Linked DNA regions of Hordeum vulgare: region 1 is linked to region 2. Evidence: chromatin contacts called from public Hi-C data. All regions are on one chromosome and are shown on one strand. The core of a region is the stretch at or near the end of the contact, and the rest is flanking DNA. Distances in the headings are between cores, read along the strand shown.

What was found. A called contact is a pair of places that touch in the nucleus more often than the background predicts.
Region 1: a Hi-C map of seedling shows a contact between it and region 2, with 1.6 times the contacts expected there. The contact joins the promoter of LOC123443270 here to the enhancer-like site in region 2. A contact is called at or near these places in 3 of 6 Hi-C or Micro-C datasets (leaf and seedling).

What each region holds. Positions count from the first base shown.
Region 1 is chr3H:139,642,854-139,646,544 of MorexV3_pseudomolecules_assembly, forward strand. It overlaps LOC123443270 (salt stress root protein RS1), which reads right to left and starts at 2,422. Exons shown (of 5, transcript XM_045119596.1): 1 at 2,312-2,422; 2 at 2,081-2,206; 3 at 1,851-1,940; 4 at 1,650-1,734; 5 at 362-1,101. The coding sequence starts at 2,185. The coding sequence ends at 749.
Region 2 is chr3H:139,510,827-139,514,069 of MorexV3_pseudomolecules_assembly, forward strand. No RefSeq gene overlaps it. Among protein-coding and RNA genes, the nearest start is that of LOC123443270, 130 kb to the right of the region's middle. Within about 2 kb of position 1,750, at least 3 of the 3 cell types and tissues checked have open chromatin away from gene starts, as enhancers often do. A contact at or near this core is called in leaf and seedling, where this site is marked.

The DNA of each region.
Region 1 (3,691 bases), core at 1,172-3,671, 130 kb after region 2:
CGTCCCTTTCTGACCGGCACTGATTGGTTTTTTTCACTGATTTGGCTAAGCAAACGAGATCAGTATATATCCCAAAGCTATCTCCATCGACCGGTTTCTAGGTTTCGTGCCACGATTTGGTACGCCACCTCCATCCTATCCCTACCGACTTCTCTCGTGCTTATCTACATCTCGTGAAACTTGACCGGCCGGAATGATCGATCTAGTTATATTACTACTCCACTGGGCGAGGAGAGGCGTATGCATGCAAAGCCATTGCTGTTAATCCACTCTGATGTGAATGAAGGCAAAACCAACCATATCAACAGCCGTTCAGCAGTTCAGCTACTCTGTATGATTCATCGTCCAGGGTTTGCGCAAGTTCGAGAAGAAGAATGCACAAGTTCGTGCTTAATTACCATGGCCAACAAATTAACACACCAACATAATCATAATTACACAGGTTTTAATCACCACAAAAAAAAAAGCAAGAAAGCCCCACGTAAAATGTACACATACGGTGAGGAGACCCGATCCATCGAAAGAATAACAAATGTTCCATGCGTGTACGTACGTTTGCATGCGTGATATGCATGGCAAGTGCAGTGCGTCGTCGTACGTACGTACGTACGTGCTTACTTTTGTGCAGCTACCTTGACACGGGAGAGCGACCACAAATTCACAATAACTTAAAATGTTTTCTTCCATTACCAGCAGCTAGCAAGCCAGGTGGTGGCTTGCGTTGCTCTTGGAGTCCGGCGGCGACAGATCACTTCTTCTCCGGCTCAGCGGCGGCAGGTACGGCGGCTTCGGCGGGTTTCTCCTCCTCTTTCTTCTCCTCCACTACCTCAGCGGGCGCGGCTACCTCCGCCGGTGCGGCCGCTTCTGCCGGCGCAGCGGAGGGCTCGGCCTCTTCCTTCTTCTCCTCCTCCACGGCGACCTCGCGGGTGGTGGTCTCCTCTGCCGGGGCGGCGGCGGCGGCCTCAGGCTCGGCCTTGGGCTCCTCTTTAGGCGCTGGGACGAAGGGCGCAACCTTGTCCAAGATGAAGACGATGGCGGGGGAGAGGGGCGTGGTGCCGGACTTGACCACCGCGTCGCTCACCAGCTTGGCTCCGGGGAAACCTGCATATTGACCAACACTCATTAGTTCGATTAGTATAAGTCAAGTACGTATACTGTATATAATTAATTTGATTACTTAAAAATGAGTAAAAGTGTCTTCTTCATTCTAGAACGCACAAAACTCTCGGCGGTATGCCCGAGAGCTGAGGGTACCTGTGCCAACAACGAAAACTTGCGCTACTTAATTAATTACTGTTAATTTGTTCATCTTTTGTTGGTAATTGCACATGTTATGGTTTTGTCTGCATCGCCTAAAAGCAACGGTACTGTTTGGATGTGAACTTCTGTTGCAAGAAACATATGTGAGAAGATTCCATTACTTTCTCTCCTTTTTGTTCTAAGAAGATTCCTCTAAAGTTTAGTTATGTGGAAGCAGGATAATAAGAGGTTATTTTGCTCAAAAGGCAAGGGATAAAGGTTATTTTAGATATGGAACCTAGGAAATTACCTGATAAGATTGCTATAAGCTATTCTATTTATGTATTTCATCCTTTTTATTTATTTTCATACTATTCTATTTTGCAAAACTTAGGGAAAAAATAAATTACCAATCTTGGCCATCTCGTCAAGGAACTTGATGACGGCAGCTGAATTCTTCTTGATCTTGGATGTTTTCTTATCCTTTATCAAGCCCTACAGCAAGATAACAGTATGATAAGCATCAAGGTGGCTACTTCCTACTGTTATGTGCTATAAGCAACCACACAAAATCAATACTAATTAGATACGAAAAAAAATAATCTTTTCACCTTAATTTCTGGAGGAGATGCTTCAATAGTCTCCACAACCTTGGGCTCTAGTTCTGTCTTCTTGTCCTCAATCTCCTTGTCAATCTCTTCCTACACACACAGAGCACGCCCACACAATCAACAAACAAACAAAACACGTGTGGACATCATCTACCATTTGAAAAATTGGGAGCACACAAATTTCACAAGAATTTTGCAGCAGTTTCACAAGGACCCGGAACTCGACGTACCTTGTTGAAGGATTTCAAGAACTCGGCGGCGGCGGCCTTCTTGCCATCCTTGTCGAAGAACTTGCTGAGCCCGGGGAGAACCTTGGTCTTCCATACGCTCGTCATATTCCTCTCCTTCAAAGATGTCTACTCTAGCAGAAGAACATAAACACAAAACTTGATGAGATGTTTTCTCATGAGAAGGAGAAGCCAAGGAGGCAACAAGAGAAGCTAGAAGGAACGGAAACTTACGTGCTGCAGATAGCTGGAGGTTGAAGAGATGGATGCGTAGTTCCTCTCGACAGAAGTGATCACCAGCCTATCAATGGGCAGCAGTACATGAGCCACGGTGCCATGAGAGCGATATATAATGGGTTGGCCACATAGGCCGCCCTGGCCCTGCGGGAAATTACGTGGGTGCCCCCCGTGTGAGGTGGCGCGGGACTGGTTGTTGGAGGGGGGCAGGGGCATGAACGTCAAATGAGGAGAAGATTATGGAAGGGGTGTCATTAAGCCAAAGCAGCCAGAAAATGCTGAATGGGTCGTGGAGGCTTGCAAGCTGCGCTGGAGTTGTACAGGCTGCAGACTACAGCGAGTGTAGGACATGCTGCTAGGATTCTCTGTGCTATGACTTTGGTAATCTGGTTAGATGTCCTGAAAGCTGCCCAAATGATTTGAGATGGTTAATGGTTTATTTATTTTATATAATTGGAAGGGGGAACTGTCAAGAAATAAAAATTCCTACTGGCAAAAACTTTCTGGATTTTGAGAAATATGTGCATCGTTTTAATTTTTGTTGTCAAATGGATCCCGCAAAAAGGTTATGAAATGGAATCTTAAATGTTTATCTTATATCTTCACCTCGGAAATATTCTCAAAATGAATTTACCTATGCATGTTGGAGTACAAATATATACTTGTTCTCTTCCAACACGTTGGACCATCTACATGAATGTATAAATCTGACCCACTATATGACCATGGACGCATCCCCGAACATCGCCCGACCATCCCTCAAATGTTTGCCCATGCAACCACATCCCTCACTTTCAATATCTCAAATACATGCAACCACATACATATCGATCATTTGATAATACTAATAAAGTTATACATGCAATGTACGTTGATATTAGGCAATATATGAACTGCATGTAGATATTATATAGGATAATTATTTTCATGTTAATCATATGAGTAGTGTTGTAACTTATATTTGATATGGCATTAACTGCGCGCTAATCATGTTGACCGTTCGACGTTGGAGCAAACTAAGTTGTTGGATTGACTTGGATTGATGGCCGAGATTTGTTGGATCTGCCCCTCTGAATCTTTTTATATTGGTATATATGAATACATGTAAGAGCATCTATAGCCGCAATATATAAATAGTGTCCCTCAAACGTTTGCAGACTCGCCCGATCAATGTCCCGGCGTGTTCGTTTTGACCCCTTATATTTGCTTGCATTTATCCACACCCTCTAATTTGACCTCTTATTTTTCATACATTTCAACGAGCACCTTGTGGGCGGCACCAACAGAGCATGGTGAAGACACGCAGGCCAGCCAAGCGGCCACCCCCCGCTCCGCTCGTGCTCGATAGCAATGCCCCCGCCCCGCCCCGCTCCACGC
Region 2 (3,243 bases), core at 500-2,999:
TTGCATCAAGACATTTCTTTTCTATTGACAAATTCTGTAGAAGTCTTTTTATAAATATTTTGCCAAGTTTCCACTGATTCAAAAATGGTTTTTAATTTATTTAAAGGGCTATTTTACACTACAACTCATTGATAACTTCTTCCAATAATTCTATGAAAAAATGAAGATGACCTATGATGTCCGTGGATCAAATTTTTGTAAAACTTTAGCCAAGTGTTTTGGAAAATTTGGGCACATTAACTTCTTTACTCTTCTGGCCCATTTTGTGTTTGAACTGCAACCCCTAGAAATAATCTTTCAAAAATTCTATAAAAATTTGGAGGTGTCAATTCATGCATGAGATTCACTTTTATGCAAAAACCCAACCTTGAGCTTTGGAAAAATTTAGCAAAACAATCTTTTTTCTGTTCTGATCCAGTTTGGTGATTCATACTGCAGCCCCTACTTTAATTGCTCCTACTGGTAGTTCACCCAACCAAACTCCCAACTTCCAGAGATGAGATTCTTTGGAATATTTTTAGCCCATGTTTTAATATCTACAAGATTCTATCCGGAAAAGGTTTTCTCCAAAAATTGTACTAACTATTTTATTCTTTTCTACAACTGACCCTGCCATCACAACTAACACCTAAAGAGAGTGGGATCTCGAGTTTTTGGTTGCCAATAGAGAAAAATTCAAGCCCCTCGCATTTCATCACGCAACTTTGGTGCATGGTCAGATTTGGCATGGGTATTAGTTTGCACTAGTAAGTCTCTTTCCTACCCCATCTAGCATGTCCTATCACTCTACTGTGCTCCTAACCCCAGACCTGCTAAACCTCAGTAGCAACCAGACCACCTGGCATACCAAGACATTTTGTCGAGCACCTGGTGTGCGTGCTCTGGACGAGCCTAGAGCGCGCTTTGTGCACACGCGCACCCGAGCCGCTGTGTCCCTGTCCTTGCCCCTTTGCCAACCTTGAGAGTTGCGCCACACTGACCAGTGTACGTCTCTCCTTCCCAAGCAGTACCTGATGGTACTATCTGCTCTCTCCGAGCCCTCCTACGGTCGACAGAGCCACTTTGGACGGCGACTGCTTCGGCCGTGCTACGGCGAGCACCGCCCAAGCATCCCCCGAGCGCCACTGGCCTTAGTACCTCCCCCTGCCTTCGTCCTCAAGCTGCTCGTGCCACTAGAGTGCTCCTGCCGCACCCTGCTGCCTTTCCTGTGCCACTGTACAATGGTCTCCGGCGATCTTATCTCCGGCACCACGGGAACCACCTATGGCCGCCTATAAAACCCCCTCCCGAGCTGACCCAGTAGCTCAAGCCACCCCAGCTACCTCCCTGCCAAAATAATCGAGTCGTTGTGCTCGATTTCGTCGCTGCGGGCCGCCAATGCCGAGAGTAACTCCGGCCAATTTCAGCCAAGCCAGAGCCCTCCCACTCAGCTAGCAACCCCAGCAGCTTAGGAATGACCCCGCAGCGCCGTTTTGCCGCCCCGTTTGCGTCTAAGAGAGCCGATGGCACAAAGCCCCTCTTCATCGGAGCTCTCCTCCGCCATGGGCACTGCCCTGCTCAGCCCCGAGCATGTCCGGTGAGTCTTTCCCTCCCTGATGGAGCGGTGATGCTCCCTGGTCTCGCCGGTGTGCCTAGCCTGGGGATTGGAGCCTAATAGCGCCGACAAGCATTGCTGGAGCTCGCTCCTGGCCCTGTCCCCTATGCGCGAGAGGACGAAGACGAAACCCGACAAGCAGGCCCCACCTATCAGCGAGGCAAGCCTTGGCCCCGATGGCGCAGCCGCGTATGCGCGCTTGTCTCCAGAGAAGGCGTAACGCGGTAAGTGTGGCTTCTTCCCTTCATAGAATACACTTTCTCTGCTGGAAAGCGTATTCGCTACCGAAATGTTTTCTTTTTTGTTTGTTTTAAACAAAGTTTGACGAGATCTTTGAATGGCTTTAACTTTTTAAATACAACTCCAAATAAATTGATTATTTTTCCTACATGCCTAAAATTTCATCTTGTTTATTTTAAGAATTATTTCAGTAATTTTAAAACCCTTTTTATGTGCCGTTTTGGAATGGTGTGTTGAATTGAAATATTGTCAAAATTGGAATATTGGAGAGAGGAAACTTCCTTCAAGATGTTGAGGTGCACACGACCCTCCTCCACTCCGAAAGCAAGCATCTTGAACCCTGGTTTATTTTATTGTGTGGTGTTTGATATGGTGAATGGACCATGTGATTATGTTATGTTGATAAAACCCAACATAAAATCCTACTTGCATACATGCTTGTGATGAATATTTTGTTGTTGCTAATTATGTGTGATGCACAGGATGAGTGGGTACTACCTCATGCCTCATGTGCCATGCTCATCTAGACAACCTCGAAAGGAGGTTTGTCATGGTAAATATGAGACCATGGGCTGACATTTCACGGGACGAGAGTTGTCAGTGAAGGCACGTCGAGGTGTGATGGTGGTAACACTAAGATATATCCAGAAAGATTGTGTGGTAGTAACTTTGCAGGAAATCTTAAACCTCCTAAGTCGACCATAGATCGAGTCTTGTCAGTATGTCATCTTATATTTTGTGCTTCCACAAGTCTTCCCGAAAGGGGATACGGTTTAGTAGGTCGTAAACCTATTACTGACTACACACCAAGTAGAGAGGTCGGGATGAAGGTATCCGGGGCACTGGACAAAATCCAGTCATTCGGTCAGGGGGCATGGGTGTTCTTCGGTCTGTGACCAAGAGGGAATGACCCTTCCCTTGTTGCGTGCGGTATAAATGTGATCCCATGCTAGTCGATGATGTGACCTCCCCGTCTCATGGTTTTTACGTGGCAGCGTAGTCCGGGTGGTGTCAGTCTTCAGGGGGTAAGAATGGGTGTGTACTGGTTATGAGTGTTTACTTCTAAATACCGTACGCGGGATTAGTCCAAGTGACTATTGGAACCCGTGGGCTGTGGGTAAAGAGTACAACCGCTACAAAGTCAAAACTATCCGAGTAGCCGTGCCCATTGTCAAGGAGGACTAGTTGAATAGTCAAGTGTCGGTCTGAGCGTCGCTCTTCGGATGAATTAAATTAAACAGGATGATAGCCTCTATTATTATCATGTTTTTCTAAGGTGGACTAATCATCTGGTATATGGTGGATGAGCATAAATATTATTTTATTGTGGACTAACCCTTATGATTATGATTGTTGAATATCCTTGGGAATGTTCGACCTCCTCGATGTTCATTATTATTATTATTTTC